Regions from separate parts of the Cricetulus griseus genome. Here region 1 is linked to region 2. Evidence: chromatin contacts called from public Micro-C data. All regions are on one chromosome and are shown on one strand. The core of a region is the stretch at or near the end of the contact, and the rest is flanking DNA. Distances in the headings are between cores, read along the strand shown.

What was found. Hi-C and Micro-C count contacts between places; a contact is called where the count stands out from the background.
Region 1: a Micro-C map of the CHO-K1 cell line shows a contact between it and region 2, with 3 times the contacts expected there. The contact joins the promoter of Ppfibp1 here to the enhancer-like site in region 2. A contact is called at or near these places in 3 of 8 Hi-C or Micro-C datasets (the CHO-K1 cell line, fibroblasts and liver).

Annotation. Positions count from the first base shown.
Region 1 is chr8:2,824,412-2,829,921 of CriGri-PICRH-1.0, forward strand. Ppfibp1 (liprin-beta-1) reads right to left here and starts at 1,339. Exons shown (of 29, transcript XM_027430084.2): 1 at 1,145-1,339.
Region 2 is chr8:2,736,620-2,742,258 of CriGri-PICRH-1.0, forward strand. Ppfibp1 (liprin-beta-1) reads right to left here. Exons shown (of 29, transcript XM_027430084.2): 3 at 1,448-1,546. The coding sequence starts at 1,511. Among named protein-coding and RNA genes, the nearest start is that of CUNH12orf71, 23 kb to the right of the region's middle. Within about 2 kb of position 3,927, at least 1 of the 6 cell types and tissues checked has open chromatin away from gene starts, as enhancers often do.

The DNA.
Region 1 (5,510 bases), core at 89-2,588, 85 kb after region 2:
AACTAATCCCACCCCCCAGAAAGTCAATCACACTCAGTGACCCGTGCACAGAAAATCTCCAAGCAAGAAAAGGGGTTTGAAACAAGAAATAAGAATCAGAACCCTACCAACAGGAAAGCAAAGACAATTGCTTTCTCTAGTTAACAGATTTTTTGACTTCCCTTTGCATTGCTCTCAATTCTTTCACTTAAACGACATGCTGTAGTGGGTAAGGGAACTGGGAAAATATAACTATTTTCTATTTATTTTCTGGGGATGGTGATTCACAAAAATATCTGTAGTGTTTTTAAATATTCTTCACTCCTATCCCCACCCACACATGCACTTCCCTGATGGTTCTGTCACAGAGTAGGAGACTGTGCTCAAGCACACATCTCTGATGGCACTCTCTCAAAGGCAGAGAAACTGAGACCCAGGGGCTGGAGTTCTGTGGTATTATATAGGGAATCCCGGGTTCCGCTGCAGTTCTCTGACTGGAATCTGTGGAATATTAGAGGGAGTCCAGGGTTCAGGGTCCCACTCCAGTTCCCTGACTGGAGTCTGGTGTGGGGAGATCCTGGGGTGTGAGGACCCACACGCACTTCCCTGATTGGAGTTCTGTGGAATCAAGAGTCTGTGGTGTGGTGGGGAGGGGAATCTGAGTTGTGAGATGGGGCGCATACTTCCCAGGCTGAGTGAGTCTGTGGTGTGGTAGGGAGCCCATGATGTAAGACTATGCACACTTCTCTGACTGGAGTTCTGTGGTATTTAATAGTCTGGGGTGTTCGAGTCCCAGCACACTGCCCTGACTGGAGTCTGTGGAGTGGAGGGGGAGCCCGGGTGTGAGCTGGGAGCACACTGCCCTGACTGGAGTCTGTGGAGTGGAGGGGGGAGTCCGGGTGTGAGCTGGGAGCACACTGCCCTGACTGGAGCCTGTGGCGTGGAGGGGAGTCCGGGTGTGAGCTGGGAGCACACTGCCCTGACTGGAGCCTGTGGCGTGGAGGGGAGTCCGGGTGTGAGCTGGGAGCACACTGCCCTGACTGGAGTTGTGTGCAGTCGGGGTGCGTGGGCCGCAGACCCAGGCGAGCCCTCCCTGTCACCCCGGGGAGCGGGGGTCCCCCGGGCGGCGAGCGCGGGTCGCAGAGGGAGCCGCCCGCGGGCTTACCTGAGGCGCAGGGCCGCCGAGCTCCACAAGTTGCCGTCCCGCCTCCCGGCGCCGGCGCGGCTGCCAGATCGCTGCTCCCGCGGCGGTCGCCCCGCGCCCTAGGCGGCGACAGGAGCCCGGGCCAGAGCACAGCGCCCGGCTGACATCACCGCCGCCCAGGTGCCGCCTCCGCCGGTCCTCCGAGGCCCGCCCGCCTGCCTGCTCGCCCGCTCGCTCGCCCGCCCGTCGCTCCGCCCCGCCCCGCCCCGTAGCCCCGCCCCCGGCTGGAGCCAGTCCCGCCCCGGCGGGAACCAGCCCCGGGGGGCGCAAGGGGCGGGGCCTCGCGCCTGCGGCGCGCTGATTGGCCCGGCGCGCCGTCACTCACTCCCAGGCGTCGCCGCCGGGGCTCCCACATTCCTGGCGGAGCCGCGCCGTGAGTGGGCGTCGGTGAGGATCGCGGGTGCCCGGACTGCGGTACCCCGGGCGCCGATCAAGAGCGGCGGGGAGCCTGGGCCGCCGCTGCCCCCGGATGGGAAGCGACGCTCACCCCGAGGGCCCCCTCCCTTTTGCGGCAAAGCCGCCGCGGACGGGGCGGACGGGAGCCCCGCGGATACAGCCGAGGCCTTGCTGGCCTCCCGCCCTGCAGCGCCGCCCCGGGAGGGGAAACGGAGGGTTTGCAGAACCTGGAGGACAGGACAGGGTCCCGGACGCCGCCTCCCTCACCTCTGCATGGTCACCTGGCGGCGCCCAACCACGTGGCTGCTTTTGCAAAATAACAAATATATAAGTAAAGTAATAAAACCTCACACACCACGAGAGCCCTCGCAAGTAAGACGGACTCTGCAGAGGGGGCGGAAATGCCACTGTTTGCTTTTTGTTTGGAGGATGGGGTCTCCACATCCCTAGGCTGATCTTGAACTCGTCAGCCTCCCGCGCGGGCCTTCCTGGGAGCCGCGCTTGCAGGCACACACTACCAACCCCAGCACTAACCCGTTTTTTAAAAGATTTATTTTTGCTGTTTGTTTTTGCTTTTTGTTGTTTTCCTCAAGAAGAGTTTCTCTTGTGTTTCTGTCCTGAAACTCCCTCTGTAGACCAAGGACAGAGATCCGTCTGCCTCTACCTTCCTGAGTGCTGGGCTGGGATTAAAGACAGGGGCCACCACACCACCAGGCTATTTTTTTTTTTAATTATATGTATGTACGTGTGTGTGCCCACGGAGGATGGAAGCACTGGCTTCCACTGGCAGTTACTGGCGTTGGAGTTAATGGACTGGCAGCTATGAAGTAAGAGCTGGGAACTGAACTGTTTCTGAAAAAAAAAAAAAAAGGAGAGAGAGAGAGAGAGATCAGAAGGGCTTAACTGTTGGGCCATCTCTGCAGCCCCTGCCCTAAACTTTCAAGTACCATAAGGTTGCTGTTGGTGCACAGCTGAAAGGGGACAGCCCTCACAACTGAGTTCAAACCACATGATAATTACTGTTGAGCCAACTGCAGTGACTGAGCTAACAATTAAGAATTAACTACTATTTACTCTCCGGTGGATAGCAGCGGTATAATAATCCTCCTGGCTGCGAAGTCAGGAAGGTTCTCAGGAACCCTTCTTTCAGGCCCTGTCCCATGTCTCTTCCCTTATCCCCCCCCCCCCCCGCCTGCCCCCCTCCCGACCCAGGACCGAATGGAATGATGAACAGTGGCTTTTATACAGAATATGTCTATAGGTGTCAAACTATAGCCATCGTCATCTAGAAGTACAATTAACTAATTTCTGTAGCTTTTTGTTGGGCTTTCGGGGTTTTTTTGGTACTCTGTACCAAAGCCTTCGCTTGCATCCCTGGCTGTACCTTCCCTACACCAAACCAAATGAGCTTCTGAAATCTTGCCTCCTCAACTACCCCTAATCTGGCTTCTGTTTTAACCCCCATCCCCACCCCGTCCAACCTTACCTATGTCCTTCATCCCTCTGTCCTGGGAACCCACCGTCCATTATAGAAACTCAGGGATGGATGGGCCGGTGTAACTGGATTGTCCCTTTTTCCAGGAAGGTCCAGGTAAGGCTTTTGTCCTCTGTCGAGACTTAGCTGGATGCCACAGTGAAAAAACAGGGCAGAGGTGGGGAGGTCTGGGAGTGGATCCTCCCCAGGTCTCTGCCAGTTCCTTGCTGTGTAACACTGGACAAGGTACTCAAATACCTATGAAACTCGAGTTACTTCCACTCCAAAGTGGGGCTGACAATGCCTATACAAAGGTTACCTACGGGGTATTTTACAGGTGTGTAAGATGAGGTTGTGCATACCCAGTTAAAAATAGTCCCTGCCGCAGGGCGGTGGTGGCGCACGCCTTTAATCCCAGCACTCGGGAGGCAGAGACAGGAGGAGATCAAGACCAGCCTGGTTTACATGAGCTAGACAGCCTCCAAAGCCACAGAGAAACCCTGCCTCGAAAAACGAAAATAAAAACAAACACGCACACACACACAAAAAGATATTCCCTGCCTTTGTTCACATTTTATACTTAGAGGTGGGGGCGGGTTGTTTTTTGAGACAGGGCCTCACTATAAACCTGGATGCTTTGGAACTGGCCGGTGAGGAATCTACAGGGATCCATATGTCTCTGCCTCCAGAATGCTGGGATTAAAGGTGTGTGTCTCCATACCCAGGAAGTGGATGTTTGTAGCCCAGGCTACATTATGTAGCCCAGGCTGGACTCAGACTTGTAGCCAGCGTCTCCGTCTCCAGGGAGACAGAATGGCAGGCCTGCACCACACACCTATCATCAAATTTAAAACTCCAGAGAGCAAGCCTCGTGCTCAGTCCCTCTGTGGGTGCCTTATGCCAAATTCTGAGAAAGAGTTCCGCAAATGTGACAACTACTCAGTGCTGGAGAATGGATCATGTCACTTCTTCTCTTCACACGCAGTCCACCCCCAAATTATTTCTAGCCAAAAAGATCAACCATCTCCTTGTGGGTTTCCTCCTCTCCTTCTCGCTCTCCCTCTTCCCCTCCTCCTCCCCTCCTCCACCTGCTATCACTCTCAACCCCTAACTCCCTCCTGTACGTGCTAAACTCGCTGCTGTCTGACCTCCCTCTGCCACCCCGGCCTCCGCTTGGCTTCAAGCAGTCGGTGCCGGAGCCTGTAGTCTGCCTTGCCCCCAGCTGCCCTTCCAGAAGCTCCCGGCCACTCCTCCAACCCTGGGAATGGGATGGGCCTGCCTCAGACTCCAGCTCTTCCTAAACCACAGCCAGGCACAGGAGGGGGAGGGAATGTCCACCCCCGTGGAGATGGCAGGATAGAATAACAGGAAGTTGCCTCCCATTCCTCTACAGCTGGAATGATAACAGCTGCCACCAAAGACCAGAAAACAAAAGATTCAAAAGGAAAGCTGAAAACAGACCAAATCTGGAGCCGAAGTGCTCAAACCAGGGGTTACACAGAGCCTAGGGGAGGGGGGATTGCAGCGCTCAAACCAGGGGTTACACAGAGGGGAGGGGAGGGGCCAGTGGGGGGCGGATTTCAGCCTCTGTCTCCTTTCTACCAGAGTCGCAGCTCTTCCTTGTTCTATGCTTGGATTTTACTGTAATACTGAATTTGTATAAGCTAGCCTCGGGCTGGAGAAACTCAGTGGTTAAGAGCACTGGCTGCTCTTCCAGAGAACCTGGGTTCAATCCCCAGCACCACATGGGGGCTCACTACCTTCTGTAACTCCAGTCCAAGGGAACCAACACCCTCTGCAGCCACTACACACACATGGTACACAGACGTACATGCAGGCAACTCCCCCCCATACACATAAAATAAAAAAAAATAAAAAGCAGCCTGCTAATTAACATTGAAGCCACTGGCCTCTGTGTATGTGGGGGGAACACCAGTCAGGACACTGTCACAGAAGAAAACAGGATGATGGTGACGGCCAAAGACCCAGCACAACCTCTATGCCGGATCATCTCTGGCTGTGGGAACGTCCCTGTGTGATGCCTGTGGATCCACACTAGCTCTGCGGGTCATGTGACTGTTTTCTACCTAGTTACTCCAAGGCTGAGCCTCAGGAATCTTGCCAGATACTATCATTATGTTGGGGGCGGCGGAGAAGAGAAGAGACTTCAGTGGGAGAAGAAGAAAGGGTAAAGTAGGACCCTAAATGTCTCATCACGCAACCTCCTGTGGGAAGAAGCGCTTCTACATCATTTCCCACGGGTCAGGAAAGCGACCGTGAGGATCTCTCCATCCCTCTGCGCCAGAACCTGGTTCTCACACTTGCCTCTCCAAAAGCCTCTGCCCCGTATCCTTCAGTAATCCTGAACTGTCCCTGAGATGAGTGCCTTGTGTTTCAAAGATTTATTTCATGTATGCACACGCCTGCTGAAAGTGCCCTTGGAGTTCAGAAGAGGGG
Region 2 (5,639 bases), core at 2,677-5,176:
TTTGAGGCCACCCTGGTCTACACAGCGAGTTCCAGGTCAGCCAGATTACATAGTAAGACCCTGCCTCAGACCCTGTAATTCCAGTACCTGGGAGGCAGGGACAAGATTACTGGGACAAGCAAGAGTGGCCAGAAATGGTGAGCTCTGAGTTCAGCAAGAGCCTTTACTTCAAAGAATTGGGGAACGTCAAGGAAGACACCCCTCATCGACTTCAGTCCTACACACACGCACACACATACACCCCCAGACGTGCAAACATGAATATCACACAAACACACTCAGTCCTGAAGACTGCAGGGCTCTGTCTCAGCACTTACAAGCATTAAGATCACCTGATATTATTCCCATGGTAATCTTCTACTAATATACCTTGTTACAGAGCAAAGTGAGCGCACGCACGCTCATGCGCGCACACACACACACACACACACACACGTATATATAATTAAAAAAAGAACCTAAGCATTTATAGTCATTTCTCCTCCTCTCCCTCCTGTTTCAGCTGAGGAATCATAACTGTTCGCTGGAATAAGCCCAGGACCTACCTATTTACAAAACATCTGACTTAGTTTGGTATGGGTCCTGCATAACCTCTCTTTTTCTTTTTCTTTTATTATTTTCTACAAAAGTTTTATAAACATTTATCTGTCTGTGTGTGTGTGATCACACATTTTCCCCTGTGAATTTATGAGTGCCATGTGCATACAGGTGGCTGTAGAGGCAAGAGGAGGACATCTGATTCCTCTAGAACTAGAATTATAGGCTTTTGCGGCTTGACTGATATGGGTGCTGGGAATGAAACCCAAATCCAGTACAAAAGCAGTGAGCACCTTTACCACTGAGCCATCTCTCCAGCAAGAAGAAGGAGGAAGAAGGAAGAAGGAGGAAGAAGGAAGAGGGAGAAGGAGGAGGAGGAGGAAGTGGAGGAAGAGGAAGAAGAAAGAAAGAAAGAAAGAAACAAACAAACAAACAAACAAACAAACAAACCCAGATAAAGGCCACTAAAGGCACTTCCAAAGAAAAGATAATGCACTTAATTGATGTTTTAGTTTGTGCTGCAGCTCAGTGTGGCACTGATGTGCCCAGGAAAGATCTTGTTGGCAGGGGTAGGGACCCGAGCCTTAGTGAGGAGCCAAGCCACCTGTGGCCCGAATGCTGACTTCTAGAACAGGTTATTCACAAAAACAGGAAAGAACACACTCTTACAGTGTGGTCCATGGGCCACCAATGTCTGACAACCCGGGACTTGGACCCTGTAGCTTGATGAGAAGCCTGGGGGTGGAAGTGAAGTCTTTGACATTTTGCTGCAAAATGTCAGCATAACTGGTAGAACTGGAGAAGCAGAACAAAGGTTAAAAACCTGGGGTCCTAAGCGCATTGGAGAGAGCCACTAAATTAAAGGAAGAGCAGAGTGGGAACAGGAGATGGTGGGGGAAGGGCGGGTTACCTGCTATGATCCCGTCCATCTGCTCCAGGGCCGCTGCCAACATGTCACTAGCATCACTCATCATCTTCCTATTCGTCAGGGGCAAATGCCAGCTTTAATCTGGGAAAGAACAGAAGACCATGGCGTTATCACTACAGGCTTTAAGTGACGCATGCTGGCCCATGGGTTCATTAATTCTACTTCAGACTATGACTCCAATTAGCAATCAGAGAATGTCAGAAGCAGTGTGGAGCTGAACTGACTGGATCCCTTAACCACCTTCTGTGAGGTGGGAGCACACCAGCACCCATTGAGAAGACTGAGATCTAGTTCAAAGTCCAGCAGAGAGGTGGGGACAAAGCTTGGTGACAAAGTGTTTGCCTAATGTGCAAGGCTTTGGGTTCAGTCCCCCAAACTGCAAAACATAAAGTTTGGTAGGGTGGTGTCCACAGGACTCTTCAGAGCTCTAAATCCCTGTGAAGTATTTGGTATCATGGGAGCTTGCTGAGGGCCAGGAGGGTGCAGGTGAACGTTTTTTCTATATCAGCCTCATCTAAACACTGTTCTCTTCATTTTCCATTTGTTTAGTTCATATATCAGTTTACTAAAAGGTTTATATAAGGAAAGGGCTCACTAACAGACAATTGTCTCCTGCTATCCCCAATATTTGCACAGAGCACTTTGAAGTATAGATTACTTAGCAGTATTTAACCCAATAAAAGTGCCTTGTAACTAGATGACACACTGCATTCTTTGAGGGACAAATAAAAAGAAAGCTCGTCTGCACATAATCGGTAGGAATGTGTCTTCCAAATACTCCTGATCCTAGTCAGCGGGATGTGACTGTCACACACACACACACACACACACACACACTTTATAATACGCCAATAGATACCATGTACTGAGTATACACACACACACACACACACACACACACACACACACTCACACACACTTTATAATACGCCAATAGATACCATGTACTGAGTATACACACACACACACACACACACACACACACACACACACACACACACTTTATAATACGCCAATAGATACCATGTACTGAGTATACACACACACACACACACACACACACACACACACACTCACACACACTTTATAATACGCCAATAGATACCATGTACTGAGTATACACACACACACACACACACACACACACACATATACACACACACTTTATAATACGCCAATAGATACCATGTACTGAGTATACACACACACACACACACACACACACACACACACACACACACACACACACTTTATAATACGCCAATAGATACCATGTACTGAGTATACACACTCACACACACACACACACACACACACTTTATAATACGCCAATAGATACCATGTACTGAGTACACACACACACACACACACACACACACACACACACTTTATAATACGCCAATAGATACCATGTACTGAGTACACACATACACACACACACACACACACACACACTCACTCTTTATAATACGCCAATAGATACCATGTACTGAGTATACACACACACACACACACACACACACACACACACACACACACTTTATAATACGCCAATAGATACCATGTACTGAGTATACACACTCACACACACACCCACACACACACACACTCTTTATAATACGCCAATAGATACCATGTACTGAGTACACACACACACACACACACACACACACACACACACACACACACACACACTCTTTATAATACACCAATAGATACCATGTACTGAGTATACCGAGTTGTTGTAACAGCCCCCAACTGTGTATATAAATCACCAGAAAGCCTTTGGTTTTCTGTTTCACAGTACTAGGGCTCAAACTCAGGGCTGTGTGTGCCAGGCAAACACTCTCCGATTGAGCTACAGCTCCATTAACCGTAACTTTTAATCATGACAACCACTTAGTAAAATGAGTTAACCTCTCCATTTTATACATGAGGACTTACAGTGTTTTGATATTTTTGTGGAAACAAAAGAGCAGTTTTTAAACAAACACAGCGGTTTTTAACAGAGGTCTGCGTGGCATCCACCGTACACTGCATTGGTGTTGATCCTATCTCAACAGGGAACTTATTCTCAAGTGGCATCACGATCTACCATGTCTTACCCGTCAGTTTTCTTACTGAGTCAGGGTCTCGCTATGTAGCCTTGCCTGGCCTGGAACTGGCTCTACAGACTAGCCTGGCCTCTAACTCACAGAGATCCTCCCACCCCTGCCTCCTGGGTGCTGGGATTAAAGGTGTGTGCACATGGTTTTACTGGCTAAAAGATCAAATTGCACTTGTCAAAGCACTGGCTAGCAACAGAATAGTCAATACATGGTTTGGGGTGTTTTTTGTTTTTGTTTTGTTTTGTTTTTTCATTCTTTAATGCATTTTTGGTGCCAGCACCCACATACATTCTCCTAGCAGGGCTCGATACAGCTGACGTGGTGCTCCAGATGCAGTAGTGTAGTAAACAGCTAAGAAGTAAAGGACAGCATGCCACTCAAGAGGAACCTTTGCCCTCTGTTTCCAAGCACCCAGACCTCACACTCCACGCTGTTTTCATAAACACATTTATAGGCCTGCTATTGGCTTCAGGAATCAGTTCTGCGCTATCCCCTTTTTCTAACAAAATTTCATACAATTCTGAAACACTGCTTTTTGTTTCATTACTAAATTACAATAGGAACAAATATTTATTTGGCAAAATACTTCAAAATTCTGACATTACCATATTCAGATTTATAATTTTATCTGAGAACTCTAGAATTTTACTCACTTCAGAAGATACAAAACTTCACTATCATTTTTAATGTGAAAATAATTAGCACAATAACACTCAAGTACATGCATATAGCTAGCCAAGTAGAAACCAAGGCATAAATATGCTAGATTACAAACCAAGGGGGTTAAATAATTTATTCATATGGCCAGGTGTGGTGGCACATATCTTTAATCCCAGCACACCAGAGGCAAAGGCAGGCGATCTCTGTGATCAAGGCTAGCCTGGGAACCCTGCCCCAAGATAGATAGATAGATAGATAGATAAATAGATAGATAGATAGATAGATAGATAGATAGATAGATAGATAGATAGATAGATAGATAGTTTACGCATGGCCTTGGGTGGGCACAGTCCACAGAGATGGTATACAAGTTTAACAATGACACAGGCTAGAAAACTCAAAACATTAAAACTAAGAGCAAAAGAATTAAGCAGGAGGGGTGTGTGCAAGCCCTGAGTTTCATAACTAAGTGGGCTGCATTCCTTTTCACTTTAGAAACAGAAGCAGATACACACACATACAACTGGCCATCTTTTAAACTGAAACCTCACCAAACTCTGAACCCCTTTATCCTACTCCATCTACACACACACACACACACACACACACACACACACACACACACACACACACTCATAAATGTGCACATACAATACAGAAACACACATAAGACTCAGCTATAAATGTGAGAATATCAGTACAACAAAATAATGCCCACATCAGAAAAACATGCTCATCAAAATCAATCAAAATATAAAGAAAAGAAAAAGAAAAAGATGCTCACTGAATCAGAAAACCGACTGTCTTTAAGAGCATTATATTTGTATAGACAGACATTAGTCTTTGAGAACATTATATATGTATATAATGTAACAGCTTTTTGACCTGGGGGGTGCAACTCAGTGGTAGAGTGCTGTCTAACAAGCAGGAGGCCCCGAGTTTGACTGGCAGTTGCACAAGAACAAAGCTAAGAACAGTATCTGGCCAGCAACCTGGCGGGGAGCCTGCCCGAGTGCTATGACATGGAGGGCTGAGACCACCTGGACCACAGTGGTCAGATGGTGAAGAGCCAGCTTAAATAGTTTCCATTCACTAAACCAATCCCTTTGAGATAATAAAATGTGGCAATATTAAATAAATATCCACCTGAGTTTATCCATGCTCAGTCAAAACCTGCTTCACATGGCACCACCACATAACCTAAGAAGACAATGGGGCCTAACATGTGTAACATGGTGAGGAGGATGGGTGCTGAGTCAGGGAATGTGGCCGGGTAAGAGAGCACAGAATTTGGAGGAGAGAGGGCACAGTGACAGATGACAGATGCAAAGCCAAAGGTGTCTCTAAGGAACTAGAGTGGTTACAGCAGGTGTCAAGAGCTCAGAGGACGCTTCCCAAGCACAAAT